Linked DNA regions of Sus scrofa: all the other regions are linked to region 3. Evidence: chromatin contacts called from public HiChIP or PLAC-seq data. All regions are on one chromosome and are shown on one strand. Each heading gives the region's core, a stretch centred on a gene start, on an enhancer-like site or on the middle of the called end of the contact. The rest is flanking DNA. Distances are from core to core; before and after follow the strand shown. Region 1 overlaps LOC110255481 (a long non-coding RNA gene). Region 2 overlaps LOC110255481 (a long non-coding RNA gene). Region 3 has its middle 160 kb from the start of AGR2.

Region 1 (2,700 bases), core at 7-2,506, 540 kb before region 3:
ACTGAGAAGTCATCTTCCATCTGAATGCAGGTACTGGGCCCTGGTATGTTATGTTTTTAGGTTAGTAATATGAATGGAGGGGAAGGCAATTAGATTATGACTTTAATAGGGAGAAGAAATGATATTCTGAAAAGGAGATTATATTAGATTGTAATGGATAGAAGGTTATTTAAAATGCATTAAGCAATACTTTGGAGAATATACTGTACCACTTTGGGCAAGTTCCTCCACTTAATCTTCTAGTTCTGCAGCTGTATCTATCCATAATAATTAATCAATTTCCTAAATTATTTTTCCAAATCTATTGCCCTAGTAACATCTCCACTTTTTATATGACTTCCCCTGCCCCCACCCCAAACCCCCATTTCTTGTGTTTAATATTTTCCCTGTCTCTTTCAAGATATTTCATATGTCTAGAGTTCCCATCATGGCTCAGTGGTTAATGGCCTCAACTAGTATCCATGAAGACGTGGGTTTGATTAATGCCTTCCTCAGGGGGTTAAGGATCCAGCATTGCAGTGAGCTATGGGATAGGCTGGCAGCTATAGCTCTGACTGGACTCCCAGCCAGGAACCTTTTTAGAGTGGGCGTGGCCCTAAAAAGACAAAAGAAAAATATATTTCATATGTTTACTTTCAAATCTTGTTTTTGGTTGGTTAATTCTGGTTTAGTAAACACTATACATAATTTTTCCGTTAATTATTATGCTCCTAGGATGCTCAGTGTTGCTCTTGCCTTTGAATTCATATTTCCCAGAGCATGCTAGCAACCTTAAATGGTAATGTGTGAGGAGATCCTCTTGATAAGCTTAGTTGGATGGATGGTTGTTGCTGAATTTTCCCCCCAGGAGAGCTTTTTAAGAAGGCTGGGGCTGGGGAGAAGGACAAAGTGGGAAAATTGGAGGAAGAAATGCTCAGAGGTAAACAAATTTTCTTAATTCATGTTGTTAACACTAAACCTCTCAGATCATCCAGAGCTGTGTCCTAAATCATATTCTGCCACCTCCAGTGGGCACTGGCTGGCTCCTGATTTCCCACTCCATGGTGGTGATGGCAAGGGCAATGATCTGCCCAGAGAGGGAAAAGGACACACAGAAATCCTTCTTCACCCCATCCCTGTGTCCTTGAATCTTGAGCATTGTCTGAGTTCTAGTGGAAGAAGCTGGGAAGGTGGGAGATTGCTGGAGACAGGAGAGTGACAGCTGGTGGATGACTCAGAGGTGTGATTGGACCTTGTGTGTACAAGGGACAAGGAAGTGGATATTTGCGCAACACATATCACTACTTCCTGGTCTTTACTATCAGTAAATTGGTTCCTGAAAACACTTCCTCCCCTCTTCCTCTGTTTCATTACTCTTACCTGAACAGCATAATTCATCCTGCATGGGATGAAAAAATAATTCCAGAACCTTTTCCTTGGACCCTTATCTTCATTGTCCTATGGTTCTCAGGAGGTTATAGGATTGCTAGTGGGTCTTTTGTTTAATTTTATGCTGATGAGTAATTCATTTTATCTTTTAGGCAGCTGATGTGGCAGTTGTATCAACAGGCGTTTATTAAAAAAAATACCAAGTATCTGTAAATCCTTTTGGTAAATATTTGTGAAGTTTCAAAATCCTCACGTCTGATCAGTGTAAATCAGTCTGCAAGACAGTCTCCTACGAAAGCCATTTGGAGACATAAAGCACATTCTGGCCATGGGAACTTCCTCCTGGGGGTGAGGGGTAGGGAATTCAGAAGAGCCTTCAGCAAAGATAAATTAGCTTTCACAGAAGGGGGACACTTTCAGACAATGCCACGAAACTTTATTCAGATCAGGAAATAAAAGCCTCACTTTGGGGAGTGGGAAAGTTGGGGGATCAAAAATCTGGTTTACGTCTGGCTAAATAAAAGTCTGGAAGAGAAGTTTGCCCTTGTATTCTCATAGAACAGAGGCAACATTCTATATAAAGTATTATTATGAGGGAGAGAAATTTAAATGGTTATACAAATTCAAATCTATAAATAAAATAATTCTGCTTTAGAATAACTCTAATATCCATGACATTTTCCTGAATTTGAAACAAGGACAAAAATATCCTTCTTTTTCACTCGAGCCCTCCCTAAAACCAGCTGACTGATTAGCTGAAAAAGAAAAGACGGTAGTAGGAAATAAAATCCCAACTGAGCCAACTCCATGGGCTGGGCTCTAGTATAAAATTAGGAAGAGCTTAGTTTTTCTCCTATCATATTTGAAAATTTCATTATCAAATATTCCTTTCTTACTCACATGTAGGAGATAATTTCTATCCATTTTCAGTTTCATTTTTAAGGTAGTAAAATACAGTCTAAATTGAACTTCTTGTTTTCAGTTTAAAGGTTTTCCCTTTCTCTTGGTCCTGACTCAGAACTTTGGGAAAGGAAGTCGTGTTCCCCTTTTGTTTTTTACTTCATATCTTCCTGAATTGCCATCCTTTGCCTCAGGGTTGGATGGGACATGGGAGTAATATATAAAGGCAGAAAAGTCTTATTTACTTAGCTGGTGCTGTTAGAAGATCTTACTTGGCTCTCAAGTGCTCTCTGGCATGGCAGGATTGTGGGCTTTTCAGTGTAGACATTTTGCCCCTCCCTCATCTTGGACACTGCACAGGATCTTACTGTAGGAGATGTTCTCTCTGGCTAACCCATTTCATCTGCTCTCTTTGCCTGTACCCACCACTCC
Region 2 (2,700 bases), core at 9-2,508, 640 kb before region 3:
CAGCATGCCTGTTGTCCTGGTAAGAAGGGGAAACTTGGACAAAGGGATACACATAGAGGGAAGATGATATGAAGAGACAAGGAGAAGATGGCCATTACAAACCAGGTGGAGAGACCTGAAATGGAGCCTTCCCTCACAGCCCTCAGAAGGAACCAGCCCTGCCAACAACTTCATCTCAGACTTTAGCCTCAAAAACTGGGAGACAATAAATTTCTGTTTTAGGCTGCCCATTTTCTGGTGCTTTGTATTAGGAAACTAATACAAGCATTTATTCAGGAGTATGCATTATAAACTGACTTAGGAGGAGGAAGAACCATGTAAGGAACAGTAAGGTGCCAGGAAAGTTCGTGGACACTGTTAGCTTGGGAGATAGGGTGGCAATGGGTTCTTGTTTTTATCCTGTTTGTGGGTGGAACAGGGCAGGGCATCAGGCCTAGCCTCAGGTTCACTAAGACCTTACTAATTTTTGCTCATCTGATTGGGAAGGATTTAGAAGAAGTAGAATAAGACTTGAATTTTCTGTGTGAGTTGTGAGGGGATATGATGGCTTCAAAAGAGATTACTTGGAGTGCATAGAGGGTTTGGAAGAAAAACACGTAAATACTCTAAATTTGGCCATTGGCATTTAAGAAACTTAACATCGTGTTGCGGAAGGGTTATTTTATACTCCGCTGATCTGAAGGATTCTGAGACGTATGGAACGTGTATAAATCTTACTTTAATTAAATGCTTAGGAACGTCTAAAGGTCTACTCTATTTCTTTGCTCCTTTGTCTCTCGTTCTCTCTGAATTATGGGGGTGACAGTGCAGATTTTTTTGATCCCTGACTCATCCTTTTACCTACTTGCTCTGGTGTTTATATGAAAATATTTCCTGCAGTTGAAAGGGTAACTGTTCTAATGTTCAAGACGAAGAAGGAGGTCCAAATGTTAGCTCTCAAACAGTGAGACCTTATTAAGAGTGGAAGTAAAAAGCCCCCAGACACTCATTGAGGGAGCACAGGAGGGGCCCCAGGCCTGTCAACAATCAGTTACAACTGAGGCCCTTCCCACTCCTCTGGCCAGGGTCTAATTTAAATCTCAGTTGGCTGGAACTTCTTGATTTGATTACACCAGTTCCCAGGCTGTGAGGAGTTAAGCCAAAAAGGTTTTCATTAATTTGCCTTCTCCCTAAAGATTTGAGACTTGCTGTTTCAAAGAAAGCGAGATACCACAATGAGCCAACTATTTGGTGAGAAGTTTCTCCTCTGGGAGAAAGGCGTTTGCTCAGATTCCAGCCTTTCAAATGTCAAATGTTACTCATCCCTGCTTTGGCTCTTGCAAGCCTGTGTAGTTCCTTCTTTTTTCTTTTAATTGGAGTATGTTTTCTTCTACTAGTAGCTCAGGGAACTTTTACTTGCTGTTGGAAATCTAACCCTGGTACACGAAAAGTATGACTAATCCTACTTACTGGAATTTCAGTGTTTTCATCAAGGCCGCAGTTTCCATTTCCAATTTTACATAATAAGGGAAACACACCAACTGGCAAACACTCTTTTTGTCGGTTGGTGTACATCAAAATATCTCCTGTGTTATAATTGAAAGGAAAGTTTCATAATGGAGATTTTTTTTTTTTTTTGCAATTGAAGGAAAACTGTCTGCAAGTATATTTAAAGAAAGGGTAGCTCATGAGATGAGTACCCAGTTAAGATGTTTACTCAATGAAGTAGTTAAACTTTTCAGCTGCTTTTTAATTGTCTGTACAGCAGGATATTAGGTTATTTTTAGGCAGAAAGAGTGGTATATACACTGAGTCATGGCCAGTGGAAGGATTTTAGAACAACATACAAATGCTCATGCCATTAAAATGACTTAGTTAAGCCATCATTGTGATGGCCATTGGAAAGATGAAAGAATATCAGCTAACGCAAACCAAATTTTTGTCTTCATCGAAGCCATCATTTATTACTTCGTTATGGATATCTGGAATGCCATTGGAAAGATCTCCTATCAGGAAGGTCTAGTGGAAATGGCTTAAGATTTACCAGGCAGCTCCTTTAAGGCAAAATCTGACTAAAGGGAATAGAGAAAGACCTTGGAATGGCCTGAGATTTTCAAATCTTTCTTCTCTAAAGAATCACCTGGAGTTATTGAAAATATAGATTCTCCAGATCCCATTCTGCAAATTTCTGGTTAAGTGGGCCAATGTGTATATACATTTCTTGGCAGATTACTCTAGGCACAGTTAGGATAGGGAACCTCTGCCAGTTTGGGTAACTGCAGCAATGAAGTAATGATGGCTTAACTAAGTCATTTTAATGGCATGAGCATTTCTATGTTGTTCTAAAATCTTTCCATTGGCCATGACTCAGTGTATATACCATTCCTTCTGCCTAAAAATAACCTAATATCCTGCTGTGCAATCACCTGTGTAGGGTCTGATGAATTTTTTTTTTTTTCTTTTTAGGGCTGTACCCACAGCCTGTGTTCCCAGGCTAGGGGTTGAATCAGAGCTACAGCTGCTGGCCTACACCACAGCCAAAGTAGCATAGGATCCAAGCCGAATCTACGACCTACACTGCAGCTCACGGCAACGGTGGATCCCCAACTCACTGAGCAAGGCCAGGGATTAAACCTTCATCCTCATGGATACTAGTCAGATTTGATTCCACAGAGCCACATTGGGAACTCTCAGGCTGGTGAATTTAATAAGGCAAAACTT
Region 3 (2,700 bases), core at 42-2,541:
GACACTATCTTCCCATTTCCCCTTTGGAAGACAGTTTTGGCTTTGAAAATGCCTCTGCTTTCAAAGTTTTTAGTATCAAGTTCTGCATAACAGAAACCTAGACCACGCCTCACACTTAGCTGAAGCTCAACAAATGTCAGTTTTGCTTCCCTCCTCCTGCGTCCCTTGCCATTCTAGGTTGAAATGGCTCTTAATTATATCATGGCCTTTCATTAATATTTGAAAATTTCTAGTTGCTCAAAGTTCAAGTTCTGGAGAACTGAAATGTTATTAACTGGTTTCTTAAGAGGTTTTAATTTCCTTCAGAATATTCTGAAAACTGCCTGGGTCCCAGTTGGTCTCTGGAATGCATTATTTGTGCCTCTTTCTACTTTCCCCTCTCTAGTACAGTCATGTTTCTAGGCAATTGCCTCTAGGATCTTTCCATGCTAAAATAAAGAAAGTCAGCAGAGAAACTGGTGAGATTGAGTCCAAGTTGAAACCAATCCTTTGTTTCATATAAACACGGAACCTGATGATTTCTCAGTAGCACCATTATGTAGACACTGACTGGTTAGAGGTTGTAACCTGTAAGTACTTCATATCCACATTATGTAATCCAACTAGCACAAGTGGAGTCATCTGTAACATATAAAACAGGTACATTTTAACAAATAAGTTCAAAGTGGCTGGCTAGTGGACTGAACAAGAACCAGGAAGAGGTTACCTAACCAAGCTGAAAGGATTCCTTTAAGTACAAGTTTCAAAAATTAAACTTTGCTTAATGGGAGAAAGGATTTTAATTGGCTTATACAGCACAAGGAGTGGTACTCAAAAGATGTTCTCAGAAAGCTCACTTCAGTCCTCCATCTGCTATGCTTTCCCCTGTGTTGGCTCTATTCTCAGACACGCTTTCTCTCCAGGTAGTGCTAGAGATGGCTTCTAACAATCTCAGAAGGAAGGGCAGGGCCCCCTGCAGTGGCTTCAGTAAAAGACATGATTTGCATCACTTGCCCATCCTGGGAGCAATCACTGTGAACACAAGGAGAGAACAATGACCAGGCCAGGGAGAGGTGCCCAGCCCTGGCTGCAGAGAATGGAAGCTCCAGTCCAATCCCACTGGCATAAAATGGGGCAGGAGACTGGCAGGAAAAGACTAACGCTTACCAGTTAGATACATCCTCTTGAAAATGTGCAGAAGAGAGCTTTTCGAAAATAGAGGAAAAAGATTCATAAGTCCATGACCTAAGCATCTGGAAATCAATGTGACTCGACATGGTTAGAAAGCCAGAAAAATTGCTGCTCTGATTGAGTAACTGCAAATCTCAAAAGAGAACTAAAGAGAGGAGGAAGCTGAAGAAGCCAGTATGAATACATAGAAACATCAACAAAAACAAATAGAAAAGCATGTTAAGAAGTCTAAATTTTAAGATGTAAAATGTCTATACACTTCTACAGTCAGTAAAATGGGCTTATTACTGATGCTTGAAGCAAAAAGTTGGTCAGAGATATGAGACTGTCTTCTCTTTCGTTTTTTTTTTTTTTTTTTTTCTTTTTAGGGCCACATGAGGCATTTTGAGGTTCCCAGGCTAGGGGATGAAGCAGAGCTGTAGCTGCCAACCTACAACAGAGCCACAGCAAAATGGGATCCAAGCCGCATGTACAACCTACACCACAGCTCATGGCAATGCTAAATCCTTAACCCACTCAGCAAGGCCAGGGATCAAATCCACATCCTCATGGATACTAGTTGGATTCATTTCCGCTGCACCACAACAGGAATTCCGAAACTGTCTTAAGACAAATTTTTTGGAAGAACATGAAGAAGGAAGTCCTGAATACCTATTTAGTCTGTTCTCTCCTTAAGTTTTAGCAGTGCTGACTGATGCCACCCAAAGGCTGTTCTCATCTCCAAAGCAACAGAAATAACTTTCACCAGAGTTGCAATGAACCTAGTCAAGGATTACATTTTACACCTATGTGTGGCCCCTTACAGCTCAGTGTGGCCATTTGACAAAGTTATGGAAAGCAAGAATAAGCAGGTTATTTAAAGAAAGCTGTCTCAGCAGTGAGTCACCTTGCCCCTTCTACTTCCAGCTACCTTGAAGACACAGGTAATGGATGGAACTCCAGCAGCTTGTTGGACCTCGGGGCATAAGAATGACAGAGCAAAAAGAAAGGAGGAGATGGATCCTTGCTCACCTGGGATCACATTTACCTCTATTTTGTTGAAGGTGCTGTGGATTTTGTGTTTTCTGTTATTTACAGGAAAATATAACAAATAAAATGATCTTCTGATTGAAAAATTTTGAATTGACTTTGGTAAGCCAAGATAAGGAAAGAGAGTCATTTGTTCAATACAGCAAAATATGCTTTGTGGCCAAGTCAGTGGTGGCTGTAGTCCCTGCCCTAGAGAAACTTAAATAATTATGTAATAACTCTAAATTAATGAAATGTCACAGCAGGGAAAGCCTAGCTAGGGCAAGTGAGAGTTTTAAAGTGAAATATGATGATAATTTAATAATCATAAAGTATAGAAAATGCAAAAAAGCTGGATATGAGGAATTCATTATAGTTTTTCCAAAAGGAGAGATAATTTAGAAATAACAGCTTTGTATAACAAAGTTCTAGGACAGATTATTTAAAATATGGTTTCTAAACAATGGACAGGGAAGCAGTGATGACTGAAATATGTGGCAGATATACCAAAAACCAGTTATA

Evidence for each region. HiChIP or PLAC-seq counts read pairs in DNA pulled down with a chosen protein or histone mark.
Region 1: a contact with region 3 is called in an H3K27ac HiChIP or PLAC-seq map of alveolar macrophages. The contact joins two enhancer-like sites. A contact is called at or near these places in 8 of 47 Hi-C or Micro-C datasets (alveolar macrophages, brain, embryonic fibroblasts and 5 more) and 1 of 2 datasets of contacts at active chromatin or transcription factors (alveolar macrophages).
Region 2: an H3K27ac HiChIP or PLAC-seq map of alveolar macrophages shows a contact between it and region 3. The contact joins two enhancer-like sites. A contact is called at or near these places in 10 of 47 Hi-C or Micro-C datasets (alveolar macrophages, brain, embryonic fibroblasts and 7 more) and 1 of 2 datasets of contacts at active chromatin or transcription factors (alveolar macrophages).

Annotation. Positions count from the first base shown.
Region 1 is chr9:86,749,192-86,751,891 of Sscrofa11.1, reverse strand. All of the region lies in intron 2 of LOC110255481 (a long non-coding RNA gene), which reads left to right. Among named protein-coding and RNA genes, the nearest start is that of AHR, 240 kb to the right of the region's middle. Within about 2 kb of position 1,256, at least 11 of the 83 cell types and tissues checked have an H3K27ac peak or open chromatin away from gene starts, as enhancers often do. A contact at or near this core is called in alveolar macrophages and retroperitoneal adipose tissue, where this site is marked.
Region 2 is chr9:86,852,734-86,855,433 of Sscrofa11.1, reverse strand. The region is part of intron 1 of LOC110255481 (a long non-coding RNA gene); the gene reads left to right. Among named protein-coding and RNA genes, the nearest start is that of SNX13, 230 kb to the left of the region's middle. Within about 2 kb of position 1,258, at least 9 of the 83 cell types and tissues checked have an H3K27ac peak or open chromatin away from gene starts, as enhancers often do. A contact at or near this core is called in alveolar macrophages and mesenteric adipose tissue, where this site is marked.
Region 3 is chr9:86,212,487-86,215,186 of Sscrofa11.1, reverse strand. No RefSeq gene overlaps it. Among named protein-coding and RNA genes, the nearest start is that of AGR2, 160 kb to the right of the region's middle. Within about 2 kb of position 1,291, at least 4 of the 83 cell types and tissues checked have an H3K27ac peak or open chromatin away from gene starts, as enhancers often do. A contact at or near this core is called in alveolar macrophages, mesenteric adipose tissue and retroperitoneal adipose tissue, where this site is marked.